2 separate regions of the Sus scrofa genome follow, and region 1 is linked to region 2. Evidence: chromatin contacts called from public Hi-C data. All regions are on one chromosome and are shown on one strand. The core of a region is the stretch at or near the end of the contact, and the rest is flanking DNA. Distances in the headings are between cores, read along the strand shown.

Region 1 (7,225 bases), core at 2,828-5,327, 500 kb after region 2:
CTGGTCTGCTTTATCTGAGTGACGCATCACATTTTCCTTTGTATATATTCAAATTTAAAATTCTTACATAGTTGAACCCATTATAAAAGAATTTTATCTTTTTTTTTGGTCTTTTTGCCTTTTCTAGGGCTGCTCCCGTGGCATATGGAGATTCCCAGGCTAGGAGTCTAATTGGAACTGTAGTCTCCGGCCTACGCCAGAGCCACAGCAACGTGGGATCTGAGCCACGTATGCAACCTACACCACAGCTCACAGCAACGCCGGATCCTTAACCCACTGAGCAAGGCCAGGGATCGAACCCACCACCTCATGGTTCCTAGTTGGATTCGTTAACCACTGAGCCACGACGGGAACCCCAGAATTTTACCTTTTTATTTTTGCCACAGTCACAGCATGAAGAAGTTCCCCCAGGCCAGGGATCGAACCCACACCACAGCAGTAACCAGAGCCACAACAGTGACAATGCTGGATCCTTTAACTCTTAGGCCACCAGGGAACTCTTCTTTATTTGTGAATAAAAGAAATTATCTTCTACTTTAATATTATCTGTGATCATAAAGTACCCAATTGTGTAATTACTATTTTTTAACCCAAGGAATTTAAATGTGACTATTTTCTCCTTTAAATAATAATATACTCTCAATTACTATACTACATAAAGTATATATATAGTCAACATATATTATATTATGCATAGTATCATATATGAAATTAATAGTGCTGCTGGTGCTATTATTAATAATGCTAGTCATATTTAAATATAGGGCTTTTATGGATTTTAGTGCAATGAAACTCATTCCAGACCTCTGACTATAAGACAATCAGTAATGTTACCTCTTAGCTTGTAGATGATATCTACTGCTGAACAGAAATAGTTAATTTTGATATGATACTATCTCTCAATCTTTCTCTTATGGTTTGCTTTTGGGGTCTTGTTTAAGAAAATCTTCCCACTCTACATTCTCCTACATTTTCTTTCATTATCGAAACTGTACAGATTTACCTTTCATTTATGACTTTAAGCTATTTGGTGTTGAGAGTTCCTGTTGTGACGCAGCAGAAAAGAATCCGAGTAGTATCCATGAGGATGCAGGTTCGATCCCTGGCCTCGATCAGTGGTTCAGGGATCCAGCATTGCCATAAGCTGTGGTGTAAGTCACAGACACAGCTTGGATCCCGACTTGTTGTGGTGTAAGTCACAGACACAGCTTGGATTCCGACAGGCCGCCAGCTGTAGCTCTTATTTGACCCCCAGTCTGGGAACTTCTATGTGCCACAGGTACAGCCCTAAAAAGCAAAAAAATAAAATAAAATAAAATAAACGATTTTAAAGTGAATGATCCAGTGGCATTGAGTACATTCACAGTGTTATGCAAGCACTATCTTTATCTAATTCTGTATATTTCGTTGGTTTTAATATTGAGCAGGATATATTCAACTCTGCCTCAGTTTCCTCATCATTAAATAAAAACAACATAGCCTACCTCATAAAGTGGTTGTTAACATTTTTAAAAAGTAGTGTATCTTAAGTGATTAGAATAATGTTTGGCACTAGCCATTATAATATTATACCATGTTATTAGTTATAGTCAAAAAAGACGACCCAGGATGATCTCACTTCCTTTGCTGACACCTCTGCCTCTACCCAGACTCACTATCTTGGAGGAGCTCTGGGCTCGTGCCTTGAACCGCTTCTCTTCTGTATTTACACTCACCCCCTTGATGACCGCATCCAGGTTCATGTATTTAAATCTTCCTGTGAGTTCTAAGTACTCCCTAATTTATACTTCTGGCCCCAACCTTCCCACCGAGCTCTGGAGTGACATATATCCAACGCCCTCCTCAGCATCCCCACTTGGGTATCTACTACATACTTTACAGGTCTAATCTTACGCACTGAGTCCCGTCTCTGAAAACTTCACAACCGTTCAGTCATCTGGGCTGAAACCTTGACGTCATCCTTGGTCTTGCTCTTTCTCTCACTCGTATCCACCCTTAAAGAAAATTCTGTCTGGATACCTTTGAAATATATCCAGAATGGAACTACATCTCCTCCTTCCACTGGAATACAGTGAGCCCTTCCATCTGGACTCCTTCCTTCTACTGACTTAAAAAAAGAAAAAAAAAGCACAACCTCAAAGTTGAGAGTTACGTTTTATTTGGGGTGAAATTAGGACTTACGCCCGGGAGACAGCATCTCAAGAAGCTCCGAGGAACTGCTCTGAGGAGGCGAGGGGTAAGCTGGGATATTTGAGTTTTTGCAACAGAGGGAAAGCAGTAGGAACAAAAGGTTTATAGATAGCCAGATTTACAGAAAAAGATTTATAGAAAACCAGTTTCTAAGAGAAGATCTGGGTTTGGGTTTCCTGGAATCACTCCTTTGATATGCACCTAAGCTGGGGGCCAGTCGTCCTGGTTTCTTTCCCGATGTTCCCTCAGGGCTCACTGGCCCACCCTTGGGAGTGGCTGTTCTCACAAAGGACCCTGACGTCTTCTGTCCTGTCACTTAACTACAGCCCAGGAGGCAGTATTTCAGAGTTATCTGAAATATTGCCCCAAAGAGGAAAGGGGGAGATATCAAGATAAAAGTTGTAAAGGTGAAGGGGGAGGTGCCTGCAGCCAGGCACGCATTTTGCAGAAGTTTGCTGCTGGTCTCGTGAAGGTGACGACTAGTTAGAGAGTTACTGTATCAGTTATCAAGGAAGGATTTTAATGTTTTTCTAGAAATGAGGAGATGCAGGAATTAAGCTCGTAAGATCTTCTCCTAAAAATATCTATCTGAAGACCTGTTCTTCCAGTTTTCCCAAAGCACAGAGTGCCTCACCCCTGTCTGCCCCCTGAGCTCCACTCTGGGGGTGCTGTGGGTCAGCAGCTTCAGGGGATCATGTTTTACTCCCTGTAGAGGGTGATGGCAAGTGCCACACTTCAGTTCACACCTCCATTCTTGCCTCCCTTTGTTATTCACAAAGCAGCAGCCAGAGTAATCTTCTTTAAAATGTAAATCAAATGTTTCCGTTCAAAACCTTCAGTTGGCTTCTAGGTTACTCAGCATAAAATCCCTAGCCCCTAAACCCTTGCCCCAGGAAGTCAGTTTTAGGAAGATGGTAGTTAATTTTTTTTTTTTTTTTTTTTTGCCTTTTTGTCTTTTTGTTGTTGTTGTTGTTGTTGCTATTTCTTGGGCCGCTCCCTTGGCATATGGAGGTTCCCAGGCTAGAGGTCGAATCAGAGCTGTAGCCACCGGCCTGCGCCAGAGCCACAGCAACGCGGGATCCGAGCCGCGTCTGCAACCTACACCACAGCTCACGGCTAAGCCTGATTGTTAACCCACTGAGCAAGGGCAGGGACCGAACCCGCAACCTCATGGTTCCTAGTCGGATTCGCTAACCACTGCGCCACGACGGGAACTCCGGTAGTTAATTTTTATATGATAATATCTCTCAATGTGTCCTTGCATGTCCTAGCATGTGTTTGAGAAATGAGTAAAGGACTATGGCATTCAAGAAACAGTGCTAGACATCCTGCAATACACAGGCTATTCCCATAAAAGAGATAATTGTCTTTCGTCCCCTAGAACTTTAAAATTTCTGGCTGAATATTCATGTAGATGAAAAGACTACTTACCATTAGTTCAGCATTTAATATGTAATAAAATTTCCAGGAAGGCACTAATTTGTAAATTAAGGGAATGTGGCACATTATGTTTTCTTTGGAACATTGCCAACAGTTGCGTACCACACCAAAGAATCACATTATTCTTGGCCACCCATTTGTTGTTTCATGGCTAGTATAACACGCTGGAATAGACTTATAGATGTCACCCTTATGCTGATGCCACAAATAGATGTAAACATCTATTTTATCACGTCCACTTTGTAACTGAGCCTCTGCAATTATATGTGAAAACACATACCATCCTATTACATCAGGTCCAAATCCACCCTCCTAAACTCCACTTTGTAGTCTGGGTCTTTTCTGCAGACTTGTTTCTCTTTTGCGGGGTAACTGTTCAGCTCTGCCGGCAGGGGGTGGTAGAGGGAGACTGCGAGATTTAAGAAAGGAAACAGAGCTGCCTCTTCCGGTTGTGGGCAGTTCCTGTCGTTGTTGGCTCGGCAGCGGCGCTTCCCTTTGGCAGCAGCAGTTAGTTCCAGTCCTGAGCTTCTCGTAAAGCTTCTAGAATTAGCCTTCAGGTGCCACAGGACTCGCTGGACAGGATCTTCTTCTCAGAGGTCTATGTCCTAGATCTGTGGGGCCCTCTTCCAAGCCTCTGGTTTTTGAAAACACAAACTTCTTCCCCGTGTTCTGATGGCAGGTTGTTATTTCTAGGACTCAATGTTTTCCCGTTTCTTATAACTTTTTTTTTTTTTTTTTTGGTCTTTTTGCCTTTTATAGGGCTGCTCCCGTGGCATATGGAGATTCCCAGGCTAGGGATCTAATTGGAACTGTAGCCACCGTTCTACGCCAGAGCCACAGCAACATGGGATCCGAGCAGCGTCTGCAACCTACACCACAGCTCACAGCAACCCGGATCCTTAACCTACTGAGCAAGGCCAGGGATCGAACCCTCAACCTCATGGTTCCTAGTCAGATTCGTTAACCACTGTGCCACAACGGGAACGTCCCCCTTTCTTATATTAAATTCTCTCTGCTGAAACGGCTGGTGTGGTTTCTGTCTTCCTGACTGCACTCTAGCATGTGCGATGTTTGGTGCCAGAGTGGTTCCAGGAAACAAACCCTCAAAGGTGGGACTTGGGATTGCTTCGTTATGTCCTTAACTGAAAGTGGGGTTGAGATCTCTGCTACTCGAAGATGGGAATCCAGTTACCTGTGGTCATGCAGGTCATCATGATGAACTGAAACATTACCTGCAGGTGACTGTGAGGAAGTGCCTGCGAAACAAATGGCCTGGAGGACCAAGTGGCTGTGGCACTGGGCTGTTATGGTCATAATAACGAGTGTGAGAGCTGCTTCTGATTGCACTGGAGAACTTACAGAAAGAAAACAAGCTGGAGGTTTTAAACTTTCATCATAAGTCACAAAGACCTAGAGGGTATCTATGGTGAGCCTGAGATAATTTGCAATTTCTTACAGCTGCATGGTCAAACTCAGTGAAAATCATACCCAAGTTTAGTTGTTTGGGTTGCAAAAACAAAAACTAAAAACTGAAGTTGAATTCATGGACTTGCCACGCCTCTTATGTTAAAGTTATGGGATTGAGAAGGAGTGAGCCTGAGACATGGAATGGGGACCTCTGCTGGAACTGCACAAAGATGAGAACTCTGAACTCTCCAGTCTCTCGGAGCCTTTCTTGCCAGCACCTTCAGCCTGTCCTCTTGTGTCTGAGGAGACTAGATTTGCTTAAAGAGCCCATGTAAGCTCACCTAGGGAAGCTGCCTTGCAAAGAGATGCCTATCTTTCTCAAGACCTACCCTGACCAACCCGAAAGCCTCTAGACTCAGCTCTCAGCACACTCCTGATAGAAAGTCAGTGGCTTCCTGCAAACTCAGGTACAACACCAGTTTAAACACAACATCCTGTCAAATCTCAGGGGCAAAACACAGAAAAGAAAAATATCTTGCAAAGGAGATTTTTTGAAATAACATTAACCAAAAAATACAATAGGTTTTTTGTTTTTTGTTTTTTTTTAAATCTCATATTATTACCATACCCACAAAGGCCAAGGCATTTTTTTTTTTCAGGCATCAACACCACAAAAGCTAAGGAGGAAGTTGGTCGTTTTTGTTAGGGAGCAAGAAATTTCTGGAAAAGAAATGTTTCACTTATTTGGAGGACCAGAATTATATGGGGGAGATTTTGTTTGTGTGTTTAACTCAGGTTACAAAGCATTTTTCCATATGTTATCTTAGCTTCCAACAACTATTCTCCATCAAAAGGAACCAGGGAGAAATATTTGATTCTACATCTAAGACAAGGAGAGTATGGGGTGAGCTGGGACCACCCTGCAGCAGAAAGGAAGAAAATGCTCAAAGAATGACAGTGTCACATTAAAAAGACACAGAAACCAGGTGGGGGGGGGCGCTCCTTCGGGCCAAAAACTGAGCATTGAATAATTTTTTAAAAATAAAAGAAAAAAAATAGAAATGAATTATAACCCATTGATTGAAATAGGCAACTCTGTGTCCATAGTGATAGAATTAAAATCAAAGTCAGGTGGACATAATCTTTATATTCATGAGAAGAGTATTTAACAGTAAAGTTTGGCATCGCCACCTTAACCAAGAGATCCAAGTGACTTTGTCTGGTACTGAAACAAATGGAAACTATGTGCCACCTGATGGGATGTAATGGGAAGAAAACATCACTCCGTGACAATGTTCCTTCCAGGAATGCACACCTGAATTAATCATGAGCAAACATTGAGAGACATCCTACAAAAGAACTGGCCCGAATCTTCAAAATCATCAGGTCATGAAAGCCAGGACACAAGGGACTCCTCCAGACTGAAGAAGGATAAAGAGGCAAGGCAAATAAATAGACCATGTGATTCTGAACCGGATTCTTTCTCTATAAAGGGCATGACGGAGACAATGGGTGAAAGTTGGACTGGGGTCTGTGGATTAGATGACAGTAATATGTTAGTTTCAGTATCCAGATGGCTGGATATGGAGTGGGTTGAATGGTGGCTCCCCCAAAGATATGCCTAGGCCCTAATTCCTGAAACCTGTGAATGTGACCTTATTTGAAAAAAGGGCCTTCACAAATGTGATTAAAGGATCGCAAGATAAGATCACCCTAGGTTATCTGGATGGGTCCTAAATCACGAGTCCCTAGATAAGACACACAGAGAAGACACAAGAAGAAGTCCATGTAAAGACAAAGCAGAAATTGGAGTCAAAAAACCAAGGAACTCCTAAGGCCTCCAGAAGCTCTAAGAGGCCACGAAGAATTCTCCCCTGGAGCCTCCAGAAGGAGCGCAGCTCTGCTGACACCTAGATTTCGGACTTCTTCCAGACTATGAGAAAATAATTTCCTCTTGTTTTAAGCCATCAACTTTGTGGTAGTTTGTTATGACAAGACTAGGAAATGAAGACAGTTTACTGTGGTTATGCTGAAGAATGTTCTTGTTTGTGGAAATACACACTAAAATGTTCAGCAGTGATGGGCATCTTGTCGGCAACCTGCCCTCATATTTGAAAACCATTAGATTTTTTTTGGAAGAGTACTTGAACCTTTACTGTAATTTTGAGATGGTTTCAACATTTTTTTA
Region 2 (7,693 bases), core at 47-2,546:
ACCCCTAGCCTGAGAATTTCCAAATGCTGCAGCTGCAGCCCTAGAAAGCAAAAATAAAATAAAACAAAATAAAATAAAAAGAGCTAACGATATCACCACTCCCAATACCACACCCTCTACCTGTGAACTGACCAGAGTGGTTAACCAGCTCTTTCATCTAGACAAGTCCCCAAGCCAGGCAGCTGGCGCAGCCCCAGCATACATAAGAGGACTTTGTGGCACCTTGGTTTCAACACTGATGGCCCTGCGGGTGACTTGGAGCCCATCCCTCTTGGGGACCATCTAATGGTCTCTGGCACTGAGACACAAAGGCACTGAGGCTTGGCAGGAAGAGGAGGGGCAGCCCCAGGCGGCTGCCGGCGGCATCCTTACCGAGGCCGTCAGCTCCGACATCTCCACATCATCATACAGCAGCTCCTGGCAATCCTGGCTGGGCAGGCCGTCGATGTAAGTGTTCGGCTCCGAGAACTTTCTCTGCATCAGTCTGGAAGACACGGCAAGAGAGGGTAAATGCCACCAGCCTCAAAGCATTCATAGCAGTGAGAGCTATGGCGAAATCCGTGGACTGTGCAGGAGACCTGGGGACCAGCACTGACCTCATTTTAAAATGAATTTTTTTTTCTACTTTTTAAAATTTTTTGGTCATGCCCTTGGCTGGGCCAGGGATCAAACCCATGCAATAGCAGTGACCTTAGCCACTGCAGTGACCATGCTGGATCCTTAACCCACTGAGCCACAAGGGAGCTCCACGAATCCGTTTGCTTAGGGTTATCTCCTCTCTCTCTCCCCAGGGCCTTCTTATTAGAATTCCCGTTCCAAATTTCTCTTCCAGGAAAGCAGGCGTCCCTACCCTCCCTCCTCCTCTTAGGCTCCTTTGCTGTCTTCTCACCCCTATTTCTCCCTTTCAGGATCTCCTTCCAACAACAAAATCCTCTCTCATTTCATCTGCGCAGCACACGGCATGCTTGGGGCCTCACTGGCCAGATGGCACTTTCCGCATTTTGTACCTCAGAGAGCAGATTCTGTTCCAGTGGCTCGGCTGGCTGCCACATCTGCTCACCCCTCCCCGCCCTGCCCTAGGACCACTTCTCCCGGAGTTAGTTTGCTGATCCAAGAAGCAGAAGTGCCACCTCTGCCCTGCTTCTTCTAGGGTGTGCTGGGACCCAGCGAGGGCTCCATGGGCAAATGCTGCCTCAGCAGAAGGAAAGCGGAAGCCAGCAAAGGCGCCGGCTCTGCCTTAAGGAGCTGAGAGTGTCTAACCAGAGCTGGACGCTGTGGCTGTCCCCGGGCCAGACGCCTGGCTCAGCTCCTGCGGGGCCCGCCTGAGGGCTGCTCCCTGGCCCTGATCTTTTTGCTACACAGAACAGGTTAACCAGCTCTTTTATCTAGACAAGTCCCCCAAGCCAGGTGGCTGGCACAGCCCCAGCATACATAAGATGACTTCGTGGCACGTCGGTTTCGACACTGATGGCCCTCCCAGCTGCCACGCTGCTCAGCTGCCCACCAGGGCCCCTTCTGGGCCTGGGTCTGGAAGCAAGGCTGGGCGTGGGAGGGTGCAAAGCGGGAGGTCCCTGAATACTCACAGCAGAGAGGTTTTGGCAGCGCTTACAATACAGGAAACCCTATCGGCATCCACATAGTCGTAGGTAAATTCTTCCGGGTCTGTCTTGGAACCTGACTCCGAGAGCAGGAGGCCTAGCCAGTGGCCCATTTCCTCGGAAGTCTTGGCCTGGGAGGAGGCCGAGAAGGACATAAGCGGGGCTGACCGTGCAGCCTGGGGCCCAGCCTCTCCCCACCCCCACCCTACGCAAGGCCTCTGACTGTGTGGCCCTGGGCCAAGCTCCTCATTTTCACAAGCACGTCCCATCCTCCGGGGACCCGAAATAGTATTTCCTGCTACTAGTGACACCCTAGAGTCACCTCAATGATGCTGTGGACATTTGTGCCAAGTATCACACGTGATGCTAATATACATCTATTTCCAGAAGGCTAATGATCCCGGAGAGGCCTGGTAACGGTGTATTTTGGGTGACACCTCTCTTTTGTGAATGATCACATTTCAATTTCAACAGCTCTAATTCATGCATGTAATACTACCGGATCCCTGCTAAGAAATATCAAAACGCGAATTTATTTTTGTTTACGGTTTCAGTATACACCTGACACCAGGTCAAATCGTTCGGACAAATCAGGAACTAAATCCCCGTGACGTTGGTGCCTATATTTTCCCAGGAGACAATACAGCATTCTCATCAAGCATACCTGCTGGGTAGTTCTATTTAAATGCCAAGATTGATTCTTGGCTTGATAATGAGAAAGCCCTGGAAATTCTATGAATATTACGGGTTTCCTTTCATGAGGAAAAACAGCTACTGGCTGGCATTGCTCAGTACAGCTCTGCCACCCCTTTGCCCTGTTTTCGTGATTGGAGGGGGTAGCTGAAAGCGGATTTCGACATTAATTGCTTTCCTTTTCCTACTCATTTTCAAGTGGATTTCTCAACACAGCTTTTCCTTGGACGGCCTGTAGTTCCTGCTGCAACCATCCCTGCCCTGGGCAATGGTAACAGCTTCTCATTTTATCCCTTCCTACCCCCCCCCCGCCCCCGGCAGCTGGAAGAAGTGTCTGGGAAGCCAAATCTGAACAGGCCACCTTCCCTTGAACCCCTTCAGGGTCTCTCTCCCCTCTTAGGATCAACCTTGCTTTCCTCCCCACCTCCCCTGCCCCACACAAGCTCTCCCTACTTAGCTCCCACCTGCCCAGCACGTGGACTTCCATACATATCACAGCACCTGCCCCACTGCTCTCTGGCAACTGGCCTTAAGTAATCGATGGGCAACATCTCACTCTTGTACTAGGAATGTAAGTTCCACTTCTTCACCATATTATTGTACTGAGTAGGTATCTGTCAATAGGATGGATGGATGAAGAGGGATGTGGATCTTTTAGCCACCAGAGGGCAGCATTGGCGCAAAATCTGGAGGAAGACCCCGGGATACAGGGCTAGGTGCACAGGAGTGGACTGGGGTGTGTTCTTAAACGCCTGTAAAGCCTTCTGCTGGGGACTGCCCAGCTCATTGCAAGGTATTATGTCACCTCTTATTTTTATAAATGGAACATAACATCAAGCAGGGTGGGGAGTGGGATTACTGTCATTGTATCACCAACCCTATTCTCCCCCAAGATAAGCCCTTACTGGTTGGCATTTTAATGTACTGGGCCCCATCTGGTGATACACAAACAAAATCACAAACCCGCTTTGAATCCCCAGAAAGTTTTTCCAGCAGCTCAGGGAGTTATAAATACTCCTCTTGCCCTAAGTGCAGGAAATAGCTCATTGTCCCGGTCCTATAACTCCACCACCCTGAGGTCAGAAAGGGAATGGAATTTTTTTTTTTTTTAAATGCAAACAATCTCAGGCAAAGGAAGTACAAATAAAGCCGCTGGGTGGACTCTCCCGTTGTGGGGCTGTGGTCCTCAGGACCTGCGGCAAGGGCCGTGACCTTGCCCCTGGGCCCTGCCCCTCCCCCACGGGCCAGCACTACCTCGAGCTTGGCCAGCTCCTCGCCGTTGTGGAGGATGCGGAAGGAGTAGAGGTGGTCCGGGCTCGGGTCTGGGACCACCTCACAGCCCACCAGGCTGAGGGGCTGCTGGGCCGCCTTGCTCCGGTTCCGGTCCTGGTAGAAGTACAGGTGACTGTCCCTGACGGAGCACCAGCGCGACTTCCACTGGCTGTTCACCAGCACGTTCAGGTAACCTGCGGGGAGGGATGCAGCTGAGGGCGCTGGGTGGCGGGGGGCGGCCAGGGATGCCTCCAGCCCCCTGAGAGGCTCCTCCAGAATCTCAGTTCTAAGACTTGCCAGGCTTGGAGTTCCCGTCGTGGCGCAGTGGTTAACGAATCCGACTAGGAACCATGAGGTCGCGGGTTCCATCCCTGGCCTTGCTCAGTGGGTTAGGGATCCGGTGTTGCCATGATCTGTGGTGTAGGTTACAGATGTGGCTCAGATCCCGAGTTGCTGTGGCTCTGGTGTAGGCTGGCGGCTACAGCTCCGATTCGACCCCTAGCCTGGGAACTCCACATGCTGCGGAAGCAGCCCAAGAAATGGCAAAAAGATAAAAAAAAAAAAAAAAAAAAAAAAAGACTTGCCAGGCTTTGCCCGAGAATAGTTCCAACCTTGCGGAGGCTGTGAATCGGACTTTCTCCCTCCTTTGCATTAGCAGCTTAAACCTTTTGAAGGTGGGCAGCACAGCACTACTGGTTTTTGGAAAGTGTCCAGAAGCAAGTGAGTTGGGTCTTAGACTAGAGGAGGCCGTGTGTGTGTTTGTGTGTGCGCGCTGTGTGTGTTGGCGTGCATGCATGTGCAAGTGGAGACTCCTTCACACACACCCCCTGCCTCCCTGCCTCATCTCCAGGCTCGAAGGCCTGTCCTCCTCCCTGCCTCTGCCGGCGGCTCAGGCCCCGCACAGGAAGCTCGCCCCAGCCACATGTCCTAGCTGCAGGTGCAACCCCCCCACCTCTGCAGACTCAGTTTCCTCAGCTGCTCTGACAACCTTGCCATCCCTGGGCCACTCAATCTCAGCCTGCAAAGTCCTCCTCCCCTCAGCCAGCTCCTCCTCCTCCTCCCAGAGGTGGCCGGCCTTGGCCCTCCCAGCTCTACTGCCTTCAGAACCCTTGAGTCCTCAAACAGTGACACTCTGCTCCCAAGTAAGCCTCCCAAGCAGACACAGAGCCTGTCAAGGCCAGGAACTGGGCACATTCGTCTCCAGTGCCCAGATCTGTGCCCTGTGGTCTTTCCACCAGGGACTGCTTCTTTCTCTGCCAGTGCCGGTGGGGGCACCCCTCACGCCATCCTTTCTTGTTTTTAAATGGTTGCATGTGTTGGGTTCAGACGATAAGCCTTTCCCTCCCCCATGATGTTATGGAGCTCACATCATGTGCCAGGCACAGCCTTGTCCCAGGTGCTACAAAGATGAAGGGTCTTTCAGCCCCTCTGCAGGGGGCCGACAGCTCTCTGCGCTGCTCACCTTCCCAGAGGCACAGGCTGACAAAGAGGTTATGCCTTCTCCATCCTTAGGGATCAGCAGCTGCTCTCACCTTAGCTGGGATGAACTGGGCCCAGGCAGCAGCGTCAAGGTGGATGGCCACCTTGGCACCCAGCCCACTGCGAGACACACAGTGGAGACCAGGAATTTCTCAGAGCCATGTGACTGTCACATCACAATAGTAAGATGGGGAGTTCCCGTCGTGGCTCAGTATTGACGAATCTGACTAGGAACCATGAGGTTGTGGGTTTGATCCCTGGCCTCACTCAGTGGGTTAAGGATCCGGCGTTGCCGTGAGCTGTGGTGTAGGTTGCAGACACGGCTCCGATCCCACGTTGCTGTGGCTCTGGTGTAGGCCAGTGGCTACAGCTCCGAATGGACCCCTAGCCTGGGAACCTCCATATGCTGCAGAAGTGGCCCGAGAAATGGCAGAAAGAAAAAAAAAAAATAAACAGAAGTATGTAAGCCCAGAACCTGGAATCCTGGTTCATTCAGGCAGGTGCCCCACTCGCCAGCCAGCATTCTCTAGGCCAAACAGAACTCTGGGTGCAGAAGCAGGGAGCCCAGACGCCGAGTCCCAGGAAGAAGGGCATCTGCGTTCTCTCTGGCCCTGTCCCCAGCCACAGAGGACAGGATGCTTCACCACTGAGTAACTTCCAGCCTAAGCCAGCCGCATCTCCCAAAGTGACTCACTGGGACCAGCATCATGCCTCGAGGCTGCAGGGGCAGAAGCAGGAGGCTCGCAGTGAAGGCCACATCTGCCGTCTTCCTGTTCCATCTGAGCCCAGGCTGCAGCCACAAAGCATGGAGCTGAACTGGGACTCAGGAGGAGAGCCAGGGCTGGGATATGGGTTCCAGGAGGAGGAGGGACAGGCCCAGAGACGGTCAGCAGTGGCCTTTAGGCCCTGGGGGGACGTAGAGCAGTGAGCCTCCGGCTGGAAGCCAGGATATTGTCTGGAAAAGGTCTTTCTCCCCTGGCCTTGGTTTCCTCAAGGTTGAGTAAGGGCAGCAGAGCCCCCCTCTAAGGCTCCCCAGCACCTGCACACACCCTCTGTACTTAGAACACAGGCTTCTGTCGTCCCCGTAACAGGTGTCACCAGTGCTCCTCTCAGAGTCTTGTTCCTGCCCCCGGGGGCCCTCCCAGCCCTTTTGGCTCCTGCCCTTCCTCCAAGGCTCAGGTCCAGGAAGCCAGTCCTTACTCTGTTCCCAGAGTAAGAAAGGTTCTTTCTGTCCCTGAGTTCCCGTAGCTACTAAGACAGCATAGTGTGTGGTTATAAATATAAAAAGCCATCTTCTCTTTTTCTTTTTTTTCGCCTCTTTTTTCTCTCTCTCTCCTTTCTTCCTTCCTTTCTTTCGCTTTTTAGGACCGCACCTGCAGCAGATGGAAGTTTCCAGACTAGGGGTCCAATCGGAGCTGTAGCTGCCAGCCTCCATCACAGCCACAGCAGTGCCAGATCCGAGCTGCGTCTGTGACCTACACCACAGCTCACGGCAACGCTGGACCCTTAACCCACGAAGGAGGCCAGGGATTGAACCTGCATCCTCATGGATACCAGTTGGGTTCGTAACCCGCTGAGCCACAAGAGGAACTCCCGCCATCACCTCTCTTGAGTTTTAAGCTCTCAGGGCTCTGCCTCCGTCTGCTTGGTCCCCCTTCCCTGACACTGTGCCTACCACGCTCCATACATACTGGTCAAATGAGCATAACTTTAAGGACCTTCAGAGGACAGCCATCAGTTACCCATCAACCTCCACAAAGGAGCCAGCCTTGCAGCAGGAGGGATGGGTAAGGCCTAAAGAGCTGCCTGCAATGAAGATCAACAGAAACTGTGGGCAGGGGGCCCACCCACCCGAGGGGTGTCAGAGCGAGACCCAGAACCCCTGCCGGTGGCTGAGCTGCCCGCCTGGAGACCTGCGGCAGCCCGGGGAGAGCCCGCCCTCTGGCCCAGGAGGTGGCTGGGGTCTTACTGGCTGTCTCGAGGGACCTCTCCTGAGGTTCCAGGGAGGTAGATTTCTTCCTGCCCAGGTTCATCAGGTTGCTCAGCTTGAGGCCAGCAGAACATTTTTTCTTGACTGTGGAGATGAGAGAAAATACCATCAGCCTTGCACACAGCCTACCGGCATGCCCTCATGGAGACGGGAAAAATAGCAGAACCCTTCCCATCAAGTCTATACACACACACACGTCATAGCAGAACTATTCCCATCAAGTCTGCCTCTCCCTGTGAGCACGTGCACACATGCGCATGTACACGCATGCGCGCGCGCACACACACACACACACACACACACACACGTCTGCTCCCCAAACCAGGACGCACAGGCCAGAGTCGGGTGTCCCTAGACTCACGCCCTCAAGAGAGGCAACCAACCTCTCATAGAACATGTCAGCCCTGGAGAAGCTTTGCAGACTGAACTGGCTCAGAGAGAGTTGACCTCGGGTTAGCAGACGGGAAAAAAGAATGTTCTACCCCCAGCAGTTCATGAAACTTAACTTTGCTTTGGTCCCCTCTCCCTTTCTCTGGCGTCTATCAGCTGCCTATGTCTAAGCAGTTCAGGAATCGGAGGCATATTGGAATTGGCTGTTAAAACCTACTAGGGTTGAGCCGGAGAGCTGAGCCTCACAGCTTGGGGTACACCCCACCCCACC

The links. Hi-C and Micro-C count contacts between places; a contact is called where the count stands out from the background.
Region 1: a Hi-C map of skeletal muscle shows a contact between it and region 2, with 3 times the contacts expected there. The contact joins two enhancer-like sites. A contact is called at or near these places in 1 of 5 promoter capture datasets (liver) and 12 of 47 Hi-C or Micro-C datasets (alveolar macrophages, brain, embryonic fibroblasts and 8 more).

What each region holds. Positions count from the first base shown.
Region 1 is chr14:125,137,859-125,145,083 of Sscrofa11.1, forward strand. No RefSeq gene overlaps it. Among named protein-coding and RNA genes, the nearest start is that of FAM160B1, 17 kb to the right of the region's middle. Within about 2 kb of position 4,078, at least 10 of the 83 cell types and tissues checked have an H3K27ac peak or open chromatin away from gene starts, as enhancers often do. A contact at or near this core is called in skeletal muscle, where this site is marked.
Region 2 is chr14:124,637,830-124,645,522 of Sscrofa11.1, forward strand. It overlaps AFAP1L2 (actin filament-associated protein 1-like 2), which reads right to left. Exons shown (of 25, transcript XM_013983751.2): 13 at 7,012-7,116; 14 at 3,546-3,757; 15 at 1,584-1,729; 16 at 373-484. Among named protein-coding and RNA genes, the nearest start is that of VWA2, 64 kb to the left of the region's middle. Within about 2 kb of position 1,297, at least 20 of the 83 cell types and tissues checked have an H3K27ac peak or open chromatin away from gene starts, as enhancers often do. A contact at or near this core is called in skeletal muscle, where this site is marked.